3 separate regions of the Mus musculus genome follow, and regions 1 and 2 are each linked to region 3. A link is a contact called in public promoter capture Hi-C data. All regions are on one chromosome and are shown on one strand. The core of a region is the stretch at or near the end of the contact, and the rest is flanking DNA. Distances in the headings are between cores, read along the strand shown.

Evidence for each region. Promoter capture Hi-C pulls out the DNA fragments that hold promoters and counts their contacts. Capture Hi-C pulls out chosen DNA fragments and counts their contacts.
Region 1: a contact with region 3 is called in a promoter capture Hi-C map of liver, with 5 times the contacts expected there. The contact joins the promoter of Trp63 here to the promoter of Masp1 in region 3. A contact is called at or near these places in 1 of 39 promoter capture datasets (hippocampal neurons), 1 of 115 datasets of contacts at active chromatin or transcription factors (astrocytes) and 1 of 9 other capture datasets (liver).
Region 2: a contact with region 3 is called in a promoter capture Hi-C map of hippocampal neurons, with 4 times the contacts expected there. The contact joins the promoter of P3h2 here to the promoter of Masp1 in region 3. A contact is called at or near these places in 1 of 39 promoter capture datasets (hippocampal neurons) and 1 of 115 datasets of contacts at active chromatin or transcription factors (extraembryonic endoderm stem cells).

Annotation. Positions count from the first base shown.
Region 1 is chr16:25,682,496-25,685,195 of GRCm38.p6, reverse strand. It overlaps Trp63 (transformation related protein 63), which reads right to left and starts at 1,431. Exons shown (of 14, transcript NM_001127259.1): 1 at 845-1,431. The coding sequence starts at 906.
Region 2 is chr16:26,104,369-26,107,068 of GRCm38.p6, reverse strand. P3h2 (prolyl 3-hydroxylase 2) reads left to right here and starts at 1,256. Exons shown (of 15, transcript NM_173379.3): 1 at 1,256-1,853. The coding sequence starts at 1,386.
Region 3 is chr16:23,519,540-23,522,239 of GRCm38.p6, reverse strand. It overlaps Masp1 (mannan-binding lectin serine peptidase 1), which reads left to right and starts at 1,425. Exons shown (of 11, transcript NM_001359083.1): 1 at 1,425-1,694. The coding sequence starts at 1,690. It also overlaps a transcript of Rtp4 not described here.

The sequences.
Region 1 (2,700 bases), core at 182-2,681, 2.2 Mb before region 3:
TTTACCAGTTTAAAAATAGCAAACTCTAATTTGAAACAGTCTCTTCCCCCGACAGAGGCACACTATTGTGAACTCTTGCTAATACTCCTTCTCAGTGCAAGGTAAATATTTTTCTACAAACACAAACAAAATTCAGTTTCATCACAGGTTTTAGGAAGTCATATTTGTCAAAAGATGATGTTTGTTTTGAAACAAATCAAAGAGAAAATATTCTTTAGAGCTAAAATGACAAGCCACAATCTGCTTCACATAACAATGGCTATTTAGTTTTAAGACAAAAATCAAAATTTCCAATGTTTATTTTGACTTGAAAATTGCCCAATAGATTATTATATCCCTGTCCAATGAAATTTCTTTTTCTTTGGTGGGTGGGACTGAGCATGGCACGTGGTACATTTTAAAATTTTTTAACATTTTAAAATGGTGTGACAATCTTAAGTAATATTTTAATTAATTCTTTGATAATCTCATCCCCCTCCTCCAACCTCCAACATCTCCCTGACCCTCCCACATCTTCTACCCGAGCTACATGCTCTCTCTCTCTCTCTCTCTCTCTCTCTCTCTCTCTCTCTCCCCCACTCTCTCTCCTTATAGAGTACAATAGTGTGACAAATTTAAAAACATGGATGTCTTCAAACTTTGTCACTTAGTAACTCAAGAAATAAAGTATAAGATAACTGTAGAAAAGATATCTACAAACCACTTTAAGTCCATACAAAGTCCAAAGTAGTATTATTATGCTCGCTAAACAAGGAGGGCTTCTTCAGTACACAGCAGAAACACTCAGAATACACCAGGCACACCAGTTCAGTTTTGACAGACGCCAGGTCAGATTTAAACTCACCGCTGGATGTAAGGGTCGGGGCAGTACTGTAGGGTGGCACACCGTGAAGTTTCAAAATTCATTTCCTTCAACTCTCTTTGATACCAACAGATGGGAAGCAATTCTATAAAATATACATATACACCTGAGAATATCTAGGTATGTAGCCAGGAGGCTGAAAGCAATAGGGTCAAATGCCATCAGACATAGAAGTTTAGACACTTCCCCCCTTTACTCAGATTTGCAAAGAGGCGGGGCGTTTCTTCCTTTCAGCCAATGAGAGTCTTCAAGTAACCAGAGCATCATAAACCGTCAATTCTTACCAGCTGGGCACCCCCTGTAAAGCTGTTCTTCCTCTCTGCCACAGTTTTAGAGCCCTTGACGTAGAGTGGCCACACTTGTTGGCAATTTGTAGGCATCTCTGAACTTCTGATCTTGCTTGGGATTGGGTGCTGGTATGAATGGCATCAGAGTTTAATCACAGAAGCCAGGACTTGTCACTGAGCTAATAAATGTCCCCCTTGCTCCAACTGAATAACATCTCCTTGTATCTGTATTCTGACTTGATTTGAGAGCTCCTGTCAGTTCTGCTGTGGCTACAATGTTTTGCAGAGACGCTTAGGAGACTTTTTTTTTTCTCGGCTTCTCCCTGCCCCACCCCCACCCCCTTCTGCCTCCCTTTCAGCCAACCGCCTGTTGTGGTCACAATCTCAAATAGCAAAGACAGGGAAATTCCTTGATTATATTTAACCTAGAACTCACTCTTCATTTCAACGAGAGAGAGAGAGAGAGAGAGAGAGAGAGAGAGAGAGAGAGAGAGAGAGAGAGAGAGAGAGAGAGAGAGAGAGAGAGAGAGAGAGAGATCATGTATATGTATTTAGAAATAGTTTCTGTCCCAAATAAAAGAAAATAGCCTGCAGTGATTTTTTTTAACCATACAGATATAAGTAATAGGATTTTTATGTGATATAAAAATAGGAGTTAATATTCTTTTACAATGTTTCCTAATTGTTTTATTGTTTTCATATTTATTTAGAATTATTTTAGATGGCCTGTCAATGGGGAAAAATAAAGTTTATTTCAAACTCTTATCATTCTGTCTCATTCTATTATGCCTCACTTTTAACTTTTTTTAGTCTCCTTCTACCTACTTTACTATAAAATCTGACATTCTTTATATTGTAAAGAATTATATATTATCAGGCAAAGTCTCCATGATAATGAATTTGTTTCCTTTCTGAATGTAGGCTGTAAACCAATCCTGGTTCTGTGGATTTAGAAATTGAATGAAATATGATTCAGAAGCTAAATTAGAATAGAGTCCAAGAGGGAACTAGAGCTGTGTGCCCAAGTGTCACTGACATGTTACGTACATATCTCCATTCATGCCACAGCCATAGACACCTGCAAACTAGTGACATCAGAAAATGTCAAAGTTGTGAGACAAGCTGAAGAGAAATCTGACATTTTCCTGTAAGAAATTCTGCTTCAAAATGTGTTCATAAAGATGTTTTATTTGTTGTTCCAGCCAGGGAGAAGCTATTTAAAACTTGACATTCTCTTTCTTAACTCAGACTGAGCGTGTCTAACATCTGTGAATTGTGAAACTCACACACATGCCGGCCTGCGCTCCAGCCAAATCTGACAGCTTGCTCTAAAAAAAAATGTTAAACTTGAGCAAAGATCGTTTCACTAATTAATTATAGATTTGCTCATTGGAATCAAGTGTTTGGCTTTCTTCCTCTGAGCAAATACAGATGACCTGATTATAAAGTTCTTAAATTGAGAATAATCAATTTCCTATGGCCATGGACTTGGGGGAGTTTCATCACACAGGGCCTGTCTACTCTTAGTTGTGAGATGAATCTCTGAAGGCA
Region 2 (2,700 bases), core at 7-2,506, 2.6 Mb before region 3:
ATCAGTTTTTTTTTTTCAGAGTTATTTAGCCAGCGCGGTTCATGGCCAAAAGGGTGAGAAACTCAACAAGAAGAAGGGAAAGGTTGCGACACTAGCCACCTTTTTTGAATAGTGACCATTTTACACAAAGACTTTCTTCAGCAAATTCGGGTCAGTTGGACAATATATGCGGTTCTTTCCCGTTGGTTATCTTTCCAATGGCCCAGAGACTGAGGTGAGATTCCCACAGACAGTTCCAGACAAACAGAAGTCCTCCCAGGGAATTGCAGGCTGGACTCCAGAGTCTAACACACTTTCCCCCCCTTTTTCTGGGAGTGTGGAGCCAAGGGACAGAAAAGAGGGGAACACCTTGGCTAAGAAGGTATTTATGACCCAACAGACGGGGAGGAACAGGAAAGCCTCCAGCTAGTTCCTTGGACTCTGGCAGCTGTTTCTGTCAAGTTTCCCACTTCTAGATTGATGTTCATTGCTTAAGTCCTGGGGTACTGGGTTTGTTAAACTGACTCTTTGTTCAACTCTCACAATAGGGATTTATGTCTGAATATCACTGGACATGTTGGGCATTTGGCTGCTTTGGATGAGGTAAGTAACAGAGGCCCAGTGCACATCTGGAAAACTGCCAAAGGCAGAACTTAATGTACAGCTCCACTTTCCTCCAGCGGTCTGAACAGGAAACTCGGGTTATTTATCGTTCTTGCCCAGTCTTCACATTCAATACAGGAACACATCCACACTTAGCCATGGGAGAAAGCAAGAGGGAGGAGACCCTGCCCTACAGGAGGGCGGGAAGCTTCTATTTTTGTGGGGCAGAGCTAGGTTCATCCTTTGCTTATTCTTAGCTGTATAAACTTGGGCAAACCCCTTTCTCCTCAAACCTACTCAACTGGCCAGGGGCCCTCCTCCCCTTCTCTAGAGCTTTTCAGGCAGTCTGAAATGCCCCTTCATGTTGCATCTAAGAGTGAAGGACTGCAAAGAGCAAGTCCACATAGATTCCAGAAAACGACTGTGGACCTCACTTCCCCAAGTGCTGAAGATAAAGCAACACCATCGTCTTCTGCCACCCACAAGGGACCCCACACGCAAAACTTGTCCCCAGGGGTCGGCCTCTCAGGACTGTGCTAGCTCTCAGGCAGCTGGAGCGCGGCTCGCGGAGGCTCGGCGGCAGGAGGAGCGTGTGAGCTGGAGGCGTCCCTTTAAGAGCGGCCAGCTGGGCGAGCCTCCGCCTCCAGGACCGCAGCGCTGCCGGCGGTCACCTGGGGCTGTCGCGCAGCGGGATCACGGCAGGATCGGCTCGCTAGCCCTCGGAGTTGGAGCGGGGCTCGAACGTGAGTTGCGGTGGGGCAGGCAAGAAGCGCGACGATCTCCCTCCACGGGTCCGGCGGAGGATGCGGGAGAGCACGTGGGTGTCGCTGCTGTTGCTGCTACTGCTGCCCACACCGCAGCGGGGCGGCCCCCAGGACGGTCGCCGGTCCCCGGAGCCAGAGCCCGAGCGCGGCCCGCTGCAGCCCTTCGACCTGCTCTACGCCAGCGGCGTGGCTGCCTACTACAGCGGCGACTATGAGCGAGCGGTGCGGGACCTGGAAGCCGCCCTGAGCAGTCACCGGCGCCTACGGGACATCCGCACGCGCTGCGCCCGCCACTGCGCGGCGCGCCGTCCGCTCGCGCCCCCCGGCGCCGGCCCCGGAGCCGAGCTGCCCTTCTTCCGCGCGGTGCTGGAGCGGGCGCGCTGCTCCCGCAGCTGCCAGAGCCAGCGCCTGGGCGGCCCCGCGTCCCGCCACCGCGTCAGCGAGGACGTGCGCAGCGACTTCCAACGCAGAGTTCCCTACAACTACCTGCAGAGGGCCTACATCAAGGTACTGAACGTGGCTGCGCCCATCGCGGGTGACCCTAGGGTTGGCTTTGTGGGATAGGGGGTGGGGTGGGAGGGAGCATTGCTCTACACTCCATCCAGCCTTTCGCAGTGGCTCTGCTTTGCGTGCAAGTAGAAGCCCAGAGACTAGACTAGATGAAAGTGGGCAGATCAGCTTTGCTCTCTGTCTCAGCGTCCTCTTCACTCGCAAAAATGGGCTGTGCCAAGAAGAGCATATCAAAAGTGTCTTTCAACACTTCGGTGGTTGTGCTCTACCTAGACCTAGAGTAAATTCTTTGACATAGCCCACTCCTGATCTCCTTTTAGCTATCCCTCTTACTCTGCAGTCTGATCTTCTAAGTTTAAGAAACGGCCCTAAACGGTCCTAAAAGTTATTTCTCTTCAACTAAAGAAGAGCAACGAGATAAAAAGTCGTGGAGGAATGATGCTTGAAGCTGTATGAGGCAATCTACTGAAAGTGCGGATTTCTTTGGTACTGGTTTAGGTTCCTGGGGTTCCCACCATTTAGGACCACTTCACCTCAGATGCCCAGCGCTCTCTGCTTTTACTTGCGTCTATGTACCTTCCCCGGAGTTGCTGTCAGGAGGTATACAATCAAAACTGGCATACCCCAGAGCCCCAGTTAAAAAGACCTAACTAGCTGCATGGCAAAAATGTAGAATGAATTACCCAGCCCCTCACTTCCACAAACTCATGTTTCTCAGGGTCACATTTCTTATGCCTATCTTTCTGAGTCAATATATCCAGGTCTTTCAGACAGCAGTGGGAGGAGTTAATATGGTCACAACAGAGACCAGATCTCAAGAGCAGTGTGCATGGTGCTGAGGTTC
Region 3 (2,700 bases), core at 176-2,675:
GGTGGAGAATGTGTTTGGCACCTTGATTCAGGTGGCAGGTGGCCTTCTGCATGACTGAAAAGCAGCTCATCCTCAAATTCTCACTTGTGCCTCGTTACAGTTTCCATTCAGCGAACAAAGAGATGGGATCTGAAACAGTGCTGTACGCAGCCAGGTTGGTCAGAAAACATAGATCACCGTTAAAGTCTGGATCAGCATCTAAAGCGCTTGAAATAGTTCAGGACTCGGTTTCTCTGTTAGTGGATGTATGTGGTTTGCAAACGCCACGTGCTCTGTGATACGTTACCGAGACGTGGTGTCATGGAACCCATGAGAGATGGACTTCTTCCTCCCTTCCTAAGTGTATGACCACTTCCTCTGGGCACTTTCTTTACTGGAGTTATAATGCTACCACAGGCCTGGACAAGGTTCTCGAAGGAACGAGTGGGGCCAGGGTTAGCGCCCAGTGGCTCTTCTAACAGCTGGCTTGAGGTGGCAATGGCTCCAGAAGTGGTAGTGGGATCCTGGATGCCTTGGCCAGTCCTATAATCTTGTTAAGACATCATTTTCCCACCTGGAAAAGATCCATCAGAGAGAACCCTCAGAAGTTTGTGGAAGTGATTTAGACAGCGTTTGTGCCTGGCGCTGAAATGATGCAGGTGAGCGGGCCCACCCACCTCACACGCCCTTCAGCGCAGGCTGCCACTTTTGTGTGTTGGGGTTATTACTGTGGAAGGGCCTCTGTCGGACTGAGATGTCGGACTGCAGAGATGATACTGTGGTGGAGTTACAGTAGGGGTTAGCTGTGGAGAGGGTTATATGTGGTGCTGTCTTTAGGAAGAGGGCTCTCTTATTACTCAGCTCAGCATAGATCTGCTGTACGTTTCTCTATGGGGCCTGAGGCACTGACAGCACACAGGCACAGTTCTTTCTAGATGCATGGGGCACCTGGCTCTCTGGCTTTGCTGAAGCCTTTTTCCCAACTGGGTAAATTAGATCTCTGCATGCTTGCAGTTAGACAGTGCCACGCAGCAGCCTTTCAAGTGGGGAGAGTAAGTAGCCAACTGCAGGAACTGGTGCTCCCTCACCAGCGGGGCCAGCCACGAGGTTTTCAGAAGGAAAAAAAAAAAAAAAAAAAACCTGTGGATGTCCACGAACAGGCTGAGGCTTGGAATCTGCCTTCTTTTTTATAATCTCCTAGAACTGCCTTTTTAGTTGGCTGTTTCTGTTTAATTGTTCTTTTGCTGGGGTCCTAAAGTAGAACAATTATAGCCATCAGGCAAGGGAGGCTGAAGAGAAATTACTCTCTCTCTCTCTCTCCTCTCTCTCTCTCTCTCTCTCTCTCTCTCTCACACACACACACACACACACCTCTAAGTCTCTCAGATTTTTTTCTCAAGGGCTGCAGTCCCTCCCTAGGAGGGGACTGGCTAACAGATCTTGCAAGGAAACAGTCTGTCAGGTCCCTCCGAGTGTACATAAGCTCAGACAGAGAGAGGAGAGAGGGAAAGCCAGAGGGAGAGGGGGAGAGGGGATCTGTTGCAGGCAGGAGAAGGCGTGACCTGAATGGAGAATGCCAGCCAATTCCAGAGACACACAGGGACCTCAGAACAAAGATAAGGCATCGCTGACACCACACCGGGGACTGGGACGAGCTCACAGACAAGTCTGGCAGAAGGAACCAAAGCCAGGAGCTCACAGAGCAGGAAAATGAGGTGAGTGCCTGGTCAGGGGACCGAGTGGAGAGCAGCCCGCTGGGTCTGACCTTGTCTCTAGGCAGACTCACCTGCTTATCCTCTGGGCGGCTGGGGATGGGGGAGTCTCATCAATCCTGGGGGCCCTGTCCCTGGGGCACCTTCCCAGGGACTCCGGAGAGTCGCAACTTGAAACCAGATAGTTTGTGCAAAGCCTGCTCCTGGCGAGGCTGAGGCTCAGATTTCTCTCTCTGCCAGCACAGGGTGCTGCCTACTGGCCAATGCGATCCTCCTCCTCCTCCTGCCCACAAGGCTGATTCTTCTTTTTGCTGCTCGGCAAAGAGCACTGATTTCTTTCTCCCAACACTTTGAGAGTTAGATAATGTGTTTGTGTGTTTATATTTTTTTTTTCTGACCGGAAAAGACAACAGTTCCCCCCACAGCCTCACTTGTGGTTTCTTGAGCCTTCAGAAGTTTGCCAGTTAAACCTCAATTTAGAAAACTAGAAACCTGTCCCCATTTTACAGTTCCCTATAAATTCTGCATTTCTCACTGAAATCAGAGGCAGCTGGTGACATGAATCAGGCTAGGAAATGCACCAAATGGCTCTTAAAGAGACACCACAGTTTTTTTAAGGAGCATGTGGGATTCAGAAACCTACCACTTTAAATTCTAATGGGCTTGAAGCTCTTCAACCTTCCCTGTTTCTTGTGTCCCTTCATGTTCCTCACCAGGCATTTCTTATAAGCTTTACCAGAGTCTGAAACCCCAACTATCCTAATTATTGTTATCACTTGTAAGTGTCAAAAAGAGCAAGGAAACACACTCTGGAGATGTGTTAAGTCCCTACACACCTATTTTCCATTCGCTTTCCTTTAAATCAGGAAAGTTTCTATTTGTTTCTTTTCTTCAGTCACCTGGTAACTTGCTCAGTCCAGGGCCAATAAAGAGTGAGCTTCCATCTGTGTAACTTTGGATTGCATTGACCTATGCCTAGGAGGAAGAGCTGTCTCTAAAAGTTCATTCC